Linked DNA regions of Mus musculus: region 2 is linked to region 1. A link is a contact called in public promoter capture Hi-C data. All regions are on one chromosome and are shown on one strand. Each heading gives the region's core, a stretch centred on a gene start, on an enhancer-like site or on the middle of the called end of the contact. The rest is flanking DNA. Distances are from core to core; before and after follow the strand shown.

Evidence for each region. Promoter capture Hi-C pulls out the DNA fragments that hold promoters and counts their contacts.
Region 2: a contact with region 1 is called in a promoter capture Hi-C map of liver, with 2.5 times the contacts expected there. The contact joins the promoter of Nek3 here to the enhancer-like site in region 1. A contact is called at or near these places in 4 of 39 promoter capture datasets (the 3T3-L1 cell line and liver), 1 of 484 Hi-C or Micro-C datasets (nephron progenitors), 1 of 115 datasets of contacts at active chromatin or transcription factors (pancreatic cancer cells) and 3 of 9 other capture datasets (adipose tissue, liver and pancreatic islet).

Annotation. Positions count from the first base shown.
Region 1 is chr8:22,034,737-22,038,095 of GRCm38.p6, reverse strand. The region is part of intron 1 of Atp7b (ATPase, Cu++ transporting, beta polypeptide); the gene reads left to right. Among named protein-coding and RNA genes, the nearest start is that of Atp7b, 24 kb to the left of the region's middle. Within about 2 kb of position 1,820, at least 3 of the 459 cell types and tissues checked have an H3K27ac peak or open chromatin away from gene starts, as enhancers often do. A contact at or near this core is called in liver, where this site is marked.
Region 2 is chr8:22,164,240-22,168,061 of GRCm38.p6, reverse strand. Nek3 (NIMA (never in mitosis gene a)-related expressed kinase 3) reads left to right here and starts at 1,627. Exons shown (of 16, transcript NM_011848.4): 1 at 1,627-1,684.

The sequences.
Region 1 (3,359 bases), core at 571-3,070:
GCACACACACAAGCCACATACACACACAAACATAACATTTATTTTTTAAATTAAAATTTTTAAGTTTCAAAATATATAATTAAAAACATTAGAACACTTAAAGATAAACCTCAAACCGTATGTGCTAATGCATAGGCGTATATTCCTGTATGCTTGAGTGGCTCAACATAGAGACATCAGTTCTCCCACATTGGGACCATTAAGAGAGTAACACCTGTCTGTCTGGATACCTGGGATAATTTGGATGAGATCCGTTTTTTCCTTCCCCGCTCCCCCCAAAGCAGAGCCGTACCCCTGGCCCTGTGTGAGATGCTTTGAGTGTGGCAATCATTTTCATCTTCCTGCCTGTTGAATCTGATGTCCAGAGAATTCTGAGGTGAGGCTGGACCAAGTAGCGCATCTGTCGCTTTCCCAGAGTGGCTGTTGCTCTGGGCTACAACAATGACACCTGCTTCAAACAACAGAGAACAAATGGGAGCTTCTGTCAGAAGCCAGCAGGCGTTCCTTCTCAACTGATGGAGGATCTGCAGGAAAAAGTCCCCAGATGTTCTGAAGGATGGTGCCCTGAGGCGCAATGGGATGAAGCAGAGGCGCCTACAGGCCTTTCCCCAGCACTTTCAACCCCAGCCTGCTAACTCGAGGATTCTTTTTCAGAGCTTGCAGTGTAAGCTGTGTTGATTTTTAATATAAACCCGAGCAGGAGAGTTCCTTTTTACTCTCTCTGCAAACACAGTGCTAAAGAATGGAGCTGAGAACATGCACACACCACTTGTCCACACCGAAAGCGATCCAAACACCCCATGTGACTGTTGACAGATTGTTCTCGCTGCGGTGTGGCTCTGTGGTAGAGTGTTCACACAGGAGGGCCAAGGTTCACTCAGTTCTGCAACAGAGAGGCAAAGGAGACTCTTGATGGTTGTTTCGTAACTGTCCTTTGAAAAGCTTTGTCTCGTAAGTGCCTGTTGCAGAAAGCCTGCCTGTCTAGAACAGGCTGAGCACTGAGTATTGTCTGCCACTGATCAATTTCCTCTAACACTTCCACAAATCCTTTGCCAGGAATATGTAGAATCAGCTGGACAGAGATCGAGAGCTCTGGCGCCGAGGCCTGACTTTGGGATATCACAGGCAGAGCTAGAACCAGCTCATGGAGGGTGGGTAGTAGAGGAAAAAAAAATCTATAGAATTTTCTTCTAGAACATTAGATGGTTGAAGGGCTGTGTCTTGCCACAAGGAGGCAGTTTTCTATTTTCTGTGATGCTAGATGCAAGCAAATGCTCTTCAGTCGATTCTTAGTTTTTCTTCTACCCTTGATTTCTTTTCCTTTGAATCGGTGTTAATCATTGCCGACCCCCGGTCAAGCCATCATCCCAGGCCTCTGTTGCCTTCATACCGTTTTAACTTTTAAATCAATTAGTGTTCAGAATGGTAACTCATATGCAATTGTGTAGTAAAAATGACTTCTTTATTCCTGGGCAGTCTGGTCCCTCAGCTGCCCATCCTCTTCACACCACATTGGTTCCTTAGGCTTTTCCCTAAGGATAACCCGCCTGCCTAACGGTCTCTTGCCTCGCGTGGTTTTATTCAAGCCCTGTGTTTATTCCCTCCCAGCCCAACTGTTGGGCATTGTTACTGACACCGACCGCCAGGGATTTAACAGTGCTTACACGCTGAGACTTGTTCTCAGGGAATGATTGCCACCGTGACACCGGAATCCGCTACCTAACCATAAGGAAAAGCTATGTGGCAAACTGGACCAGTCTGCCAACTCCAGCTGACCTTCCAGCTGGCAGCGAGGCCCAGGTTAGCAGGCATGTGAAGAGTGAGCTGTTATTCTCCAGCCCCAGTGAGGTTCAGGTCACCACACATGATGGCAGGGATGGGCTGTTCCCACTGACTCTCATCCAGGGTGAGAAACTGAGCTGTCAGTACAAGCCATTAAGTTGTGTAGCAATAGAACACCTAAACAGGAGACACTACGTATCCTGTACCTTGTTCTTTGCACCGAACAATATATTTCAGTCTACTTCAGTATGTGCAGTGCTGCCTAATTCATGCTCAGAGCTGTGTAGTATTCCACTTTGTGGCTATGTAATAACTAGCCTACCAGACTCTTATTGTTTCTGCTTTTGTAAAATCAATGTCATCGTTACTCTAGAAACTTCATTTCACACTGCACATTTCTTGGATGAATTCTCAGGAGCTGAGTTGCTGAGTCAAACCTTTGTGAATTTGTTATTTTAATAGGTACTGCTAGATTGTCCTCCAGAGAGCTTCCATTCCCTTGAAGGAGATCAGAGAAGGACCTATTCTTTTCTTTCATTTATACTTTATGTGCGTGGGTGTTTTGACTGCCTGTATATCTTGTGCAGCCATGTACATGGCACACAGTACCTACATATTTCAGTAGAGGGCACTGGGTCCTCAGGAACTGGAGTTGGGATGGTTGTGAACTGCCAGCCTTGTGGATACTGAGAATCGAACCCTGGTCTCCTGAAAGAGCAGCCAGTGCTCTCAACTGTCGAACCATCTCTCCAGCCCCTCATGCTTTTCCTTTGAGGTCAGGTCACGTTGTGTTGTCCAGGCTGGAATGGAACTTGTGACCCTCCCACTTGAGTTTCCCAGTCCCTGCCATGACAGGTTAACACCACTGCTATTGGCCTAGCATCTCCTTTTTGATAATTTATGTTTCCTTTTTCTGGGACAAACCACCTTCTTTTTCCTGTTGAATTGTCGGCATTTGTCTTCTTCGAGGGAACATTACGGATCACTGACCCAGGTTTTGGTATGTGCTGTGTGAAGCAGGGTATTTATTTATTTATTTATTTATTTACATAGCGATTGATTGATTACTTTTTATTTTACCCTTTTCTCCTCAGCACACCTCCACAGCTTTGCTCACAGGCACGCACTCCACTTGCACTTTCTGCTTCTGGGCCCTGGGAGTGAGTCTTTGCAGCCACGTACCCAAAGGTGATGGAGTGCTGATAACAATTACAGAAAAATCAGACTTTTAAGACCTATGGAGTTAAGACGCTGCCTGTTCCGTCCGGGATTTGCAACTCAGCAGAAGTTTAAGATGGAAGGGCTGCTGATTTCTTTGGGGTTCAGTAACAGTGAGGGCAGGTGGGGCGGGGCTGGGGGAGGGTTCTCACTGTTCTACAGGGAGACAGGAAATTGCACCATGCTCTCCTCCCCTCCAGAAAGCATCCACACTCTCCACATCCATTGGATACTGTTAGGGTGACAACGGATAGGTTCAAGATGACAGGATGTCAGAGCAGAAGGGAGCCTTCACAACCCTAATCAGTGTGTGTGTGTGTGTGTGTGTGTGTGTGTGTGTGTGTGTATCAGAATAATGT
Region 2 (3,822 bases), core at 378-2,877, 130 kb before region 1:
GAGGGAGGGAGGGAGAGAGGGAGGGAGAGATGGATGGAGGGTACTGCTTTCCCGTGCTGGGTATAACTTCCCAGGCTCAGTAGTTATCCACTTCTGCCAGCCTTCAGAACAGTGCCTCAAGCTGGAGACCAGGCATTCTAAACATAAGCTTTAGGGATAACTCAGATTCAAACTGAGTGTTGGTGAGGTCTAGGGATGGAAAGCTTCCTGTCTGCGAAGCATGAACTGTGGATGAACTACATGCTCGCCCGTAACTCCATCCTTGGATGTTGCGGCTGGACTGTTCTCCACCACAGGTGGTCTGTACCACACCCACTTTTCCCCCGGTATCTTCTTTCTTTTGTTTAATTCCCACCCATTGAGATTTATTTATTTTTATGTGCATGTATATCTATGCACCACATGAGTGCAGTACCCTCAGAAGCCAGAAGAAGGTGTGAGGCCCCTTGGAGAAACTGACAGTTGTAAGCTGCCACAGGGAGCTGGGAATTGAACCTGGGTCTGTCCTTCCCTCCAGGGATTTCCAAAACCAAGTCATTTTTGGTTGTCAAGCTAGTGGTTCACACACGTAATCCCAGCAGAGGTGGCAGACCTGTGCTTTCCAGGCTGGTCTAGCCTTCGTAATGAAAACTATCTCCAAAAATAAAACAGATGGGGAGACAGCATAGTGAGTACCGGCATCAGTTGGTGGACAGAGAGAGCCCCGAGACACAACAGCCCCAGCAAAGAATCAAGAGTCCCAAATGTGGACAGTGCTGCAGCTGAGGAACCCTGATAGATTCCTCTCCTCTCCTCTCTCAATGCTACTTAATGACTTACACTGCCTGATAAACCACCTATTCCAGCAATTGACTTGTAGGTTTCCAGTGTCCCTTTCTACCCTGCCTCCCGCCCCCTCAGGGTCTAGTTCCCTGCTTCCCTGCTGTACATTTGACTGTAGCCTGGTTGGCCATTGGACCCTCTGCCTAACATCTTGGGGGTGTCTGGGTCTGCTGTCCTGTGATTTGAATTTCTTCTACAAACATTAGTTCCATCTGGGATCAGTAGGGAAGGGGAGAAGGGGAGGGTGGGGTGAACAGTCTCGTCAGTTGAGGCCAGATTTTGGTCTCATTCCTGCCTTTTGTTCCTTTATTCTGCACCCCTAAATGTTAACACTTGAGACAGTCCTGACTTGCCTACCAGGAACTTGCTCTGTAAACTAGGTTGGCGTCCAATTCTGGATCTCCTGCCTCAGCTTTCCGAATGCAGGGATTACAGACATCCTACCACGTCCTGGTACAACTAGAATCTTAATAACTTTCTGCTATTTCCGGGAAGAAATACACATTTCAGAATGAGATGCATTATTTTGGGGTGGTGCATTATTTTGTTTTTCACTTTTTCCAAAGTCATACAGTAAATGCTAGCAGTGTCCCTGTGGAATTTATGTTTGTTGTCTGTCTGCCTAATCTGGAGCAATAACTCAAATTACTGGGGGCACCGGTTCAAAACGTTAGCAATATCCTACCGCAAGGTGGCAAAACAGCTTTAAAACAGCTCTTTGGGGCTCAGCTACTCAGAGAACAGCGCCTAGGGCCAGACCTCAACAGTTTCCTCTGCCCACAGCTAGGGGCACGCCCCGCCCACGCCCCGCCCACTTCCCAGGCCTCGCAAGGAGCGGAGAAGCGACGCACGCCGCTGGGAGGTGGGTGAAGGGAGCTGTACGGGTCGGCCGCGGTGGAGAGAGGAGCGGGTGGAGCCTCTTGCCCCCCCCCCCCCCGCCCCCTAAGCCGCCGGTCGGCGCTCGCCCGCTGCGGGGCGACGGCCAAATGTGGGCGCATCACTCAGCCCGTAGGCTGTGCGCCCCAGTCGCTGAGTTCGGTGCGCGCATGCGCGTCGGAGACTGCTCGTGCGGCTGAAGCGGAGCAGCTTCGGGAGGGTGGGTGTTTTGGTAGGGAAAGGTTGGTGGGTCTCCAGGGTGTGTGTCCTGGGATCTCTGTCTAAACTGACCCCGCTTCTGGGCACTTGCAAATCACTTTAGGCTCTTTTAAACAATTGGTTTATCTTTATTAAAGGCGTATTTGTTTATAAACACTGGAAGGAACCCATCAGCTTTCGCCACACCTAGTGTAATAAGGCTTGTGTTTATGGGTGTAATACTGGCTATCGAACACATGGAGATTAAAAATACTAACTTGATTTTTCAGTCAAGGAAAGCCTGGTTGCTCATCAGTCATTTTGATAGCATAGGTAAAAGTCCTCAGGCACCAGGAACAGGAAAAAAGCAATTGAAACCAGAGACCACTTAAGACCCCTGTGAAGACCAGTGTGAAGGGCTTGGTTGTTTTCTTCTAGGTTTTTATTGGTTGGGGGGGGGGGGGAGCGGTGGGGGGACAGCCCCCATTTGTAGCCCTGGCTGGCCTGAAACCCATGGTGTGAATTAGTTGACTTTGGACTTAGCAGTGGTTACAGGCTGTGATTCACCAACTTCTGCCTCCTGAGTGTCATAGGTCTGTTACTTGTGTCTGGGTGTGTTCAAATGCCTCACTCCTGGAAACACGGCGTTGGATTTGGTTATATGGAGGATTTGTTGCTATAGTCTCCTGGTAACTCTGTGATAGACTGGAAAGCAAACTGGAAGGCACAGTCTATTTGTTTGGCTAGTTTTTGAGACAGTGGCTGGCCTGAGACCCATGGCGATCATCTTGCCTCTGCCTCTTAAGTGCTAATCTTACAGGTGTTGACTACCCAACCCCAGCTACGGACTAGAAGCTTTGCAGGTCCTAGCAGGGTTTGATCTTCGATGTTTGTACTACATCTTGTGCTCTACATTTTACAGCTTGTGGGTGGTTTAAATAAATAAATAAATAAAAACAATTTAGCTTTGTGAACGGAAAAAAATCAAGTAATTCATGCCAGTATTTTTCCTGTGATGAAAAAAGTGTATGAGTTCTAAGTGTAGGCGTCTCCCACAACTTCTATCCCACCCGTGTAGTCCAGGGTCTTTAACATGTTAGGCAAGCAGCTACCTCGGGTCTTCCTGAGACTGTGTCTCTTGTGTAATTGCTTCTTGTGTATATAGCTTATGTGCCAGAAAAAGTGTATTAAAAATCATGCTGCTTTTGTGGGGGAGACATGGGAGTCAGACTGTGTTTAAATATCCATTTTGAATCCTAAGAAACTCCAGCTCAGTGGATCCAACGTAGAGTGTGTCTTCTCTGTTTCACCCCACCCAGCCACACTCCAATGCAATCAATCAATCATCAAACGAAGGCTGTACATATGACTCCAAGGCCTTACCTTTCCATCTGAGAATCATTATGTCATTCAGTTCATACCAGAATCTTGCCTCTTCCGTATTTGTTCCCTGTAAATGTGTCCTTGACGATAGGTTAATTCCCCAAGGTCATCACGCCCCTGCGTTTCACCGTTACGCCCTCATCTTCCCTACTGTTGACGTGGTCCCTGTGTACCCTTTTCATGCAGTCCATTAGTACTGTGACCCCAAAGAGCGACTTTTCTGCTATGCAGATATGACCGTGCTGTTGTTCTCTAACACCAGTCAGAGACAGACCATTAATTACCCTGAAGATAAAAACTCAGCAGCAACATTTGGTTTACAGTGGTCAACAGATAAATCTATCTGTGTACCAGCCTGTCACAGGCCAATTTCATCTACTCAGCTGAACTCAGCATCCATCATGCCTTCCACCTTGACCACTCCGTGTCTCCTTTTTGTTTAAGGCACGTGTGGCAGCCTTTCAGACTTCACTTACACAGGAGTTTCCTGACTCCCCTGAATAGTTCTGCTACAAGCCAACATAGCTCTTTCTCTAGCCTTGC